Linked DNA regions of Mus musculus: regions 1 and 3 are each linked to region 2. Evidence: chromatin contacts called from public promoter capture Hi-C data. All regions are on one chromosome and are shown on one strand. The core of a region is the stretch at or near the end of the contact, and the rest is flanking DNA. Distances in the headings are between cores, read along the strand shown. Region 1 holds the start of Fbxo34 (F-box protein 34). Region 2 holds the start of Styx (serine/threonine/tyrosine interaction protein). Region 3 holds the start of Dlgap5 (DLG associated protein 5).

Evidence for each region. Promoter capture Hi-C pulls out the DNA fragments that hold promoters and counts their contacts. Capture Hi-C pulls out chosen DNA fragments and counts their contacts.
Region 1: a contact with region 2 is called in a promoter capture Hi-C map of pre-B cells, with 3 times the contacts expected there. The contact joins the promoter of Fbxo34 here to the promoter of Styx in region 2. A contact is called at or near these places in 5 of 39 promoter capture datasets (cranial neural crest, hippocampal neurons, liver and 1 more).
Region 3: a promoter capture Hi-C map of liver shows a contact between it and region 2, with 2.3 times the contacts expected there. The contact joins the promoter of Dlgap5 here to the promoter of Styx in region 2. A contact is called at or near these places in 3 of 39 promoter capture datasets (cranial neural crest, embryonic stem cells and pre-B cells), 1 of 484 Hi-C or Micro-C datasets (embryonic stem cells) and 1 of 9 other capture datasets (liver).

What each region holds. Positions count from the first base shown.
Region 1 is chr14:47,471,254-47,474,153 of GRCm38.p6, forward strand. Fbxo34 (F-box protein 34) reads left to right here and starts at 1,308. Exons shown (of 3, transcript NM_001146086.1): 1 at 1,308-1,464.
Region 2 is chr14:45,349,670-45,352,728 of GRCm38.p6, forward strand. Styx (serine/threonine/tyrosine interaction protein) reads left to right here and starts at 1,517. Exons shown (of 11, transcript NM_019637.3): 1 at 1,517-1,860. The coding sequence starts at 1,804.
Region 3 is chr14:47,416,802-47,419,740 of GRCm38.p6, forward strand. It overlaps Dlgap5 (DLG associated protein 5), which reads right to left and starts at 1,606. Exons shown (of 19, transcript NM_144553.2): 1 at 1,308-1,606. It also overlaps the pseudogene Gm8353.

The DNA of each region.
Region 1 (2,900 bases), core at 58-2,557, 2.1 Mb after region 2:
TTCATCTGCTGCAGCATCTCACTGGTCCTATTTCTACATTTTGATTCTTTAAGACTTCACACACACGTTTCACAAGAGGTTTTTTATTTTCTGATGTGAGGCTGTTTAAAAAATTTTGTGTGTATAGCTATTTTGCCTGCACATGTGTGCACCAGATGTGTGTCTTGGATCCCCTGGGACTGAAGTAACAGATAATTGTGAGCCACCACGAGAGTGCTGAGAATTGAACCTGGGTACTTTAGAAGAGCAGCTAGTGCTCTTAAGTGCTGAGTCTTCTTGTTGTTGTTGTTTTTTTTTTTTTTTCTTTCACTGATAAGTTTACAAGGCTCTTGTAGATTAGCAGTTTAACTTTAAAGTTTATGTACTTTCTGGTAGGTACTTCTGCCATAATTTTATGGAAAATATATTCTTTTGTAAAAATTTTTTTTATGTGTATAGTGTTTTGTCTCCGTGCATGCAGTGTTTGTGGAGGCCAGAAAAAGACGTCTGATTCCATGAGGCTGCAGTTACAGACAAGTTTCGAACCACCTTGTGGTGTGCTGGGAATTGAATTCCCCTGGAAGAGCAGCCAGTGTTCTTAACAGAGAGGACCCGCGCCCTGCTCCCGCTGATCCCAAATTTGCTTTGCCATTGAGGGTGACCATGAACCTGTGGCGCACCTGACATCACCTCCCAAACTCTGGGATTACAGATATGAAGCAACATGCCCAGTGTGTAGGACATCAGGATCAAACCCAGGGCCATGGGCTTGCTAAATAGCTCATTTTAAAAATTTGAAATAGATGAGCCGGGTGTGGTGGCACACGCCTTTAATCCCAGCGCTCGGGAGGCAGAGGCAGGCGGATTTCTGAGTTCGAGACCAGCTTGGTCTACAAAGTGAGTTCCAGGACAGCCAGGGCTATACAGAGAAACTCTGTCTCCTAAATAAATAAATAAATAAATAAATAAATAAAATAAAATAAATAAAAATAAAAATTGAAATAGAACCATACGCTAGTGGTAGAACCAAGATTAGAACCCAGACATGTTGGATATCTAACAGGGTCAAACGTATTAAGGCTTCTGGAGCACCTGGGAGTGTTAATGAACTTGTCACTCTAACTGTGCTCTAGGGTTAGGGTCCTTGTTGTGCAGTGACACTCAAACTCCCCAATCTCCCGCCACACCAGGCTTGTAGGCGCTTGTCCTGGCAGCTCCCATCTCTCCCCACAGCGCTCGCGGCCGCCCGCAGGGGGCGCTGGCGCACGCAGGCTTTGCGGCCCCGCCCCCGGGCAACCGTCGATTGGGCCGGCGCGTGATGTCACGCCGGTTTAGCCAACAAATGGGTTTCGGGGCGAGCGTTGGGCTCCGCCGCTCAGCGCTGAGCTCCTGGTCCGCCTCAGTGTCGGGGAGCGAGTCAGGCCTGCCGCCGCCGCATCGGGCTGCCGCAGCCCCGGGCCAGGCCCTGGCCCGGCAGAAGCACAGGTGGGCCGGGCGAGGGCGCGGGGCTGCGGGGCGCGGGGCAGGTGGACACCGTGGCGGCTCCCGCTGCTCCCCGCGGCAGGGCCGAACGTTGGGGGCGGGGACCGCGGCTCGCCGTGCTCGGGGTGCCGCCGCCGCAGCGTCCTCCAGAGAGCCGTCCTCGCGGCCTGGCCCCGAGGTCGTGCGCCCGGCTGCTCCCTGGGCCCGGAGTCCGGCGACCCAAGCTAGGCCGCCGCGGGTGGGCTGCGTGCGGGGCGCGGGGCTCCGGGTGTCCCCGTGCAGGTGAGCGGCGCGTCTCCTCCACCCTCCCCGGGGGGCCCTGGCGTGCGAGCCTGCGGTGGTGAGGTCACAGTGCCGAGGCTCGGCGTGCGGGTGATGTCAGGGCTCTACCGAGACAGACCGTGATGTCACTGCAGGCCCCGAGTGGCGACCTTGGCGCGCGGAAGGGCTGGGAGGACCCGCGGGGAGAAAAAGGAAGTTCGGTCCTAGCAGATTTGAACCAAAATCTTGGGATCTCGGCTTCGTACAGTTTGGATGTAATAATTGTCAGGTGCTTAAACTTCATTTCGGAGAGCATCGGTAGTAGTACAGTTTAAGGACATTCGGTTTAGATATGAGGGATCTTGGGGGTTGGGCGTGGAAGGGGTATTAGGGTGTTCACTGTGCCTTCAGGAAGCTAAACTCAGTTTGATGGTTTGATGTAGCAGTTGCTGGGAAAGGGTGCGCGGGGGCTGAACCAACTGGAGGGCTGATAATTTAGTTGGCTTTATCTTTTTTTTTTTTTTTTTTGCCAGTGATCTGCTTGTTAGCGAATGACCAAGGCAAGCAGATCTTGAATGAACTTTGTCTTGCAAAGAAGGGGAGCTTGAATCAATCCAACATTTTTCTTAAATAATAATCCCCCGATGATGTAATTTATCCTGGTGTTTCTTGCCCCCCCCTCCCCCGTTTTATCAGGGACATTTGTTTTTTTCTGTGATTATAGCTCAGCAATAAGCCTCTGCTTTGCAGCCCACCCCCACCCCAAGACTAGGCTGTAACGTAATATAACACATCTGAGGACTACCTTTGGGGTCAGGCGACTTACATTTTGTCAGTAGTGCTTCCGAATGTGAAATGATAAATTTTAGCAGGTGATTTTGTGAATGTTGATTTTTCTCAGGCTTTGAAAAGATAGTAGACCTGCATAGAAGCACTGGCGCACTGGCGGTCAAGCACACATCTCTTGACTGCCCGTAGTGACACGAGGGCCCAGAAGCAGTTACATAGGACACTTCATACTAAGAGGGATGGAGGGGAAGAGTGGAACACAGTAGGCTGGCCATGCTGTCAATGAGAAGAGAGATGGCTAGCGCATGCCGGGAGCAGCCAGGTGAACTTTGGATCAGGAGATTAGTGTAGGTCGGTGGTACCAGGTGCTGTTCATCAGGACAGTAATC
Region 2 (3,059 bases), core at 267-2,766:
CATCAAACTTCAGTTTCATAAATACCAAAGGACTAACCATAAATGATCCAGCTAGGTATGTAATTCTTCTTTTCTCTCTCTCTCTCTCTCTCTCTCTCTCTCTCTCTCTCTCTCTCTCCCTCCCTCCCTCCCTCCCTCCCTCCCTCCCTTTCTCTCTCTCTCTCTCTCTCTCTCTCTCTCTCTTTGGTTTTTCGAGACAGGGTTTCTCTGTGTAGCCCTGGCTGTCCTGGAACTCACTCTGTAGACCAGGCTGGCCTCGAACTCAGAAATCTGCCTGCCTCTGCCTCCCAAGTGCTGGAATTAAAAGGGTATGCCACCACTGCCCAGCTTCCCCTTTCTTTTTGAGACAAGGTCTCACTATGTACCCCTGGCTGGCCTGGGACACTTACTGTGTGGGTTAGGCCAGTCTCAACTCACAGACATTTTCTTGCCTCTCCTGAGTGGTGGAATTAAAGGCATTTACCACAATACTTGCCATTGGATTATTTTTTAATTAAAAATTACTAGCAGGGTATTCTGTGCCTTTTGTAATTCTTAAAGCTGGATAATAGTTTATGTAACACTAGAGAGCATAGACCATCTAATTAGCCACCTAATTTTTGAACAGCTATCCTGTATATTGAACATGCATTACATATATGACAACATGAAAAGAGTTAAGAGGAAATCCAAGTTAAACACGCGGTCCTTCCACTTTAAAGGATTTTTTTTTTTTTTTTTTTTGATAATGACAGTCCTGAGGTCTCTAGGAAGTAGTGTTAAAATACAGTGAAAAGTAGTGATAGTCTTAGTTACACACTTTGCAGCCTTCAGTGATTCCTTCAGTGAGACCAAAGGTGGTTCAGAAGTTCAAACCAGGCCTTTAATCATTTCATCTCAGAACTCTTGTAAATTTGAGGACCAGCCTGGTGTACATAGCGAGACCCTGAAGAAGGTATATTCTTCAAAAATTATTAACTCTAACGCCAGCTCCTCACACAATCATCTTTTATGTTGAAAAATAGGCTCGGAGAAATCTTAAAGAGTACCGAATACAATTTAGTAAGTAAACTATCATTTACATTTCTGATGACTTTTTTTAAGAATCATTTTCTTGAAATTTTCTGGATAATTTGAGTTGTTAACACTCCGGAGTATACCTAAGAGGCCACTTTCTACTTTGTTTAAAGATGATGGGTATCTCGGGGTTTTTTGTTTTTGTTTTTTTCGTAGTCTAACATGAATTTAAGCTGAACTCTTCCTGTTTGGTTATGACTTCCCCCACGGATTGGATCGAGCAGCATTCCTCTGAGTGTGGAGGACACTTTGAAGGGACGGACTCCCATCCCATTTGGGAAGGCCTTGGCCCCGACCGCTCCTCCCCTACGGCCGCAGCTCCGCCCTGCGGGAAGCTCCTCCCCCCGCGTCTGCGCGCTCGCGGACGGGCGGGGCGGAGGCGCGCTGACACCTGGCGGCGGGGGCGGGCCGTCGGCGAGCGTGGGCTGGGATTGGCTGGGCCGCGTGGGCTGGGGCGGGAGGAGACGGTTATGGGCTCGTGCCTGGGTCGGATCCCGGCTCTCTGAGGGGCGCGGAGACCTGCGGGAGGGACACGGCCGCAGCATGGCGGCCGGCAGCGCACCGCCCTGCCCTCCGCCTTCCTGTCGCAGCCGCTTGGATCCTGTGGTCCGCGAGTGCTTGCTGTGAGCCTGCCGCGCGTCAGCCCCCCCACCGCTCGCCCGCCCGCCCGCCCTCCTTCCCTTGTCGCCTCTGCCAGCCCGGAGGGCGGCCGGGCGCACCGCGCCCACCCACCGGGGCCCTGGGACCATGGAGGACGTGAAACTGGAGTTCCCCTCGCTCCCGCAGTGCAAAGACGACGCCGAGGTGAGTGCCCGGCGGCCCGCCCTGCCGCGGGCAGCCCCCGGGTCTCCGGCCAAGCAGCGCCTCTGGCCCAACTGTCCCAGACTCTTCCCTTTCCCCTTGGGCGTGAAGGGGCGTCAGTGAGGTCCTCCTCCCGCGGGACCCTATCGGAGGAGCCAACCCGGAGAGTACTCTTGACCACTCGCCTCGGCGTTGAGGCTTTTCGTGAACACAGACTCTTCCTTACCAGAGCAACACGCTGTGGAGTTGTTTTTAATCTGAGCTTGATGTTAGATTCACATGCGGGACACATAGCCAGCCCCACGTGTGGAATAGATCGGAGGCGTGAACTCTGGAATTGCACCCCTCTAATAGTACTCAAGTCAAAAACCAACCACCACCACTACCAAAAAACCCACAAAAAACGATGACTAGCGTGGGGCGGGGGGGGGGGGGGAGTAGAAAAGCTAAGCTTCTTTGAATTTGAAAATTTTTAGTAACAAATCTTGCCTGTACTATCGAGAGCAAAATTCTCCCAATTTATGATTTAAGGGTTCTTTTCACCCCACCTTGATTTTTTTCTTTACCTAACATCTGTTGCAAATATTTTATGGTACCAGAAACTGTTAAGTTAGAGTTTGCCAGAGGCTAAAATTAGTGACAAGGATTCTTACCTGTGACACTTAATAGGATCAAAAAAGGATTCTAGAGTTTTGCTTGTGTGTTTGATATAAGTCCTGGCTGTCCTGGAACTCACTAGACGAGGCTGGCCTGAAACCCAAAGAGATCCACCTGCTTCTGTACCCCAAATGCTGGGATTGAAGGTGTACACCCCTTAATCTCTCAGTGTTTTAAAGGTATTTGGGACTACTCTTGGCTGGCACACTTGTAACCCCTCTACTTGGGAGGTGGAAGGAGAAAGGAGGGGTCACTGTAGCCTTGGTTCTATAGCAAATTTGAGACCAGTCTCAGTTACAGATGAGATGGAGACTTTATACCAAATGCTCAATTCTATTGAATGTCTTCATTTGATTCAGATCACTTTTTTGTATTTGTTTTGTTGTGATGGTGGGTTTTTGAGAAAGGGTTTCTTTGTAGCCCTGGCTGTCCTGGAACTTTGTAAGACAAGGTCTTGTGTACCCAGGAATGTCCCCTGTTCTCCCAAGTGACTTACTGTCATTTGAAGGATTCTCTTTCTTATTTGTAGTAGTGATGGTTGAGGC
Region 3 (2,939 bases), core at 356-2,855, 2.1 Mb after region 2:
TTCCTTGAAATGAAAATATTAAAACTCACAATGGAAAAAATATGAGTAGATATGAAAGTAGAAAAGTCATCACAGATGAGATACCACGGCCTATTTGGGGGTTATGAGTAGGAAGTAAGTAAGGTCTGAAACCCACCTAGACCCTTCATCGCAGCATCACCCTACTGTGATGAACACACTCCTGTGACTTTAACACCTGGCTAAAGCTGGCCTGATAAATACTGTGCAACCACAGTCGGAAAACCAAAACAAGAGGGCCTGCTCATGGTCAGTCGGTCTCAGCTCCAAAGGAGGCTGGTGGGAGCTATGTGAAACCTTGTTTTAATCCTCTCCCCACCAAAAGAAAAAAAGGAAAAGAGAGAAAGTGTCAAACACAACTACTAGAGAAAGAGTTTAAGCAAAACTTGTTAACACGGTTGTCTTAGACAGGGTGTCAATTGCTGCAACAAAACACCATGACCTAAAAGCAAGTTGGGGAGGAAAGGGCTTATTCAGCTCACACTTCCACTTTGCTATTCATCATCAAAGGAAGTCAGGACTGGAACTCAAGCAAGGCTGGAACCTGGAGGCAGGAGCTGGTGCTGAGGCCACAGAGTGACCCTTCTTACTGGCTTGCTTCACTTTCTTACAGAACCAAGGATTGCAGCCCAGGGATGGCTGCCACCCACAAGATGCTGGGCCCTTCCCCATTAATCATTAACTGAGAAAATGCCTTACAGCTGGACCTCATGTCGTCATTTCCTCAACTGAGGTCCTTCTTCTCTAATGGCTTGTGTCATGGTGATGGTCAAGTGGACCTCTCAGGTCAGCTCCCCTGCCTGTGCACTCATCTTAAGATTCTCCGTCTAATACTTACAGCAGGTTAGAGAGAAATGACAGCGTCTTCAGGAAAAGCAGAATCCACTGACACTTGTGGGCTATTTTGGGAGGTTACTAGCATACAGGTCGGGTAGAGTCTCATCTCTAATACGCTGTCAATGCTTTAGGATAATCTACATTTTTCATGCCAATTTTTTCCAAAGGTTTTTTTTCTTGTTGTTTATGTGTATGTCTATTTCTGTGTTGGGGTGGATGCATACTGGTGTCCAGTAGAGGGTGTCGGACCTCTTGACGCTGGAGCTACAAGGAGTTTGTGACCTGCCCTACGTGGGATGCTGGGAAGCTAACTCTGCAAACAAGTGCTCCTTCCTAACTGTTGAGCCATCTCACCTAGGCCATTTTTAAATTTTTTCGGGACAGTCTCGTCCCAGGCCATTCTCGAGCTGGTATGCAGCCACGGAGGACCTTGAACTCTTGATCCCACTTACCTGAAGCAGTTTCTGGATCCACAACAATGTCGCAACACAGAAAACTCCACCGATCCGCAGAAGGAACTCCCGGACCGACCCTTCACGGAACTGAAATTTCCCGCTGCCAGCCGCTGATTGGAGGGACTTTTGCCAACACTTCCGGAAGCTCCCGCCCCTTCCCCTCGAACGAGGCTTGCGATAGGTTGGTTCTGTGCGACATTTAAATTGTTTGGAAGGCAAAGGGTTGGGAGCGGGAGGGCGAGGGGGAGGAGGGAGGCGGTAAACCCGCTAGGCGTGGCAGCGACACACTATAAACTCAGTGGGGCGGGCCGCACTTGTTGGCTCTTCAGGCCGGTTTTCTTCTTTCCTTTTAAACGTGTTTGTTTGTTTGTTTGTTTGTTTTGGTTTTTAAGACAAGGTCTCACTATGTCTGGGAACTCACTATGTAGACAAGGCTGGCCTCGAACTCACCGAGATGCTCCTGCCTGTCACTGAGTGCTGCTGGGATTACGGGCTGAGCATCCACGCTAAAAAAAGGCAAAGGTTTTAAGTTAAACGAGATCATTTATTCCATTTCTCCTTCTTTTCTAAGGCAAAATTAACGTCTGCCTTAGAAATCAACTGAGATTTCTAACAGACACATAAACGAAGGCACACATCCCATGAGATATCAAGAAAACAAAAACGCCTGGGCCAGGACAGCTGTGCTGACCATGTGTTTGTAGACTGATCGGTATCCAGTAGACACCGGGAAGATAAATTAGGAAAGAGTTTGTAAGTTTGGCTTTTGCTTTTTCCCTGCCAACATCTTGGGAAAGAGGACCAGCTGCCTGCAGCTCTATAGCAGCACTGAGACCTCTGGGACATACAAAGAGAAAGATGAAGATAGGTAACTGACATAATATTCATGGTTATGTTAGATCTGATGGGGGAAAGAAACACCAATTTCGCGAGTGGCTGATTAAAGCAAGCTATATCTGATTAAAGCAAACTGGCCAGCCAGCTGCGGTCTCCCAAAGTGGAGATTTCAGAGAGCAGCCCCTCACTGGCTTTTGAGGTTCTTTTTATGGGAATGGGTCAGGGTTGCTAAAAAAAAAAAAAAAAAAAAAAAAAAAAGAGCCGTTGGAGATAACTGACTCTTAGTGCCTTTAGCATCTGGGCCAGCGGGAGAGTGAGCCACTCGGGGTTCAAGGCTACCTATGGGGTAGATAAATGCAAGAACACAGCATGTGGAAGGGGAGTCATCACAGGTGTTCAGGAACTTAACAAGGCAAAGGGGTGGGCGTACATCATGGGGTCACAAGTTCAGCATAGGTTGAAAAACATGGTTTGCAGGAAACAAACCTGTTCTTGTAAGGTGTTAAAAGACACCTTAAGACGTAGTAACAGTGTGTGACAATGTGGTTCCTGTTTGGGTTTCACTGTTGTTTTAAAATAGCTGAGACTGGGGGCTGGAGAGTTGCTTGGCAGTTGAGAGCACTTTCTTGCCCTGGCAGAAAACCCAGGCACCCACGTGGTGGCTCACAACTCTCTGTAACTCCAGTTCTAAAAGATCCATCACATTCTGACCTCTGTGGGCAAAACACTCATAGGCAGAAAACAAAATAAATCTTAACCCACCACCACCACCCAGGGACCCAAAACTGAGTC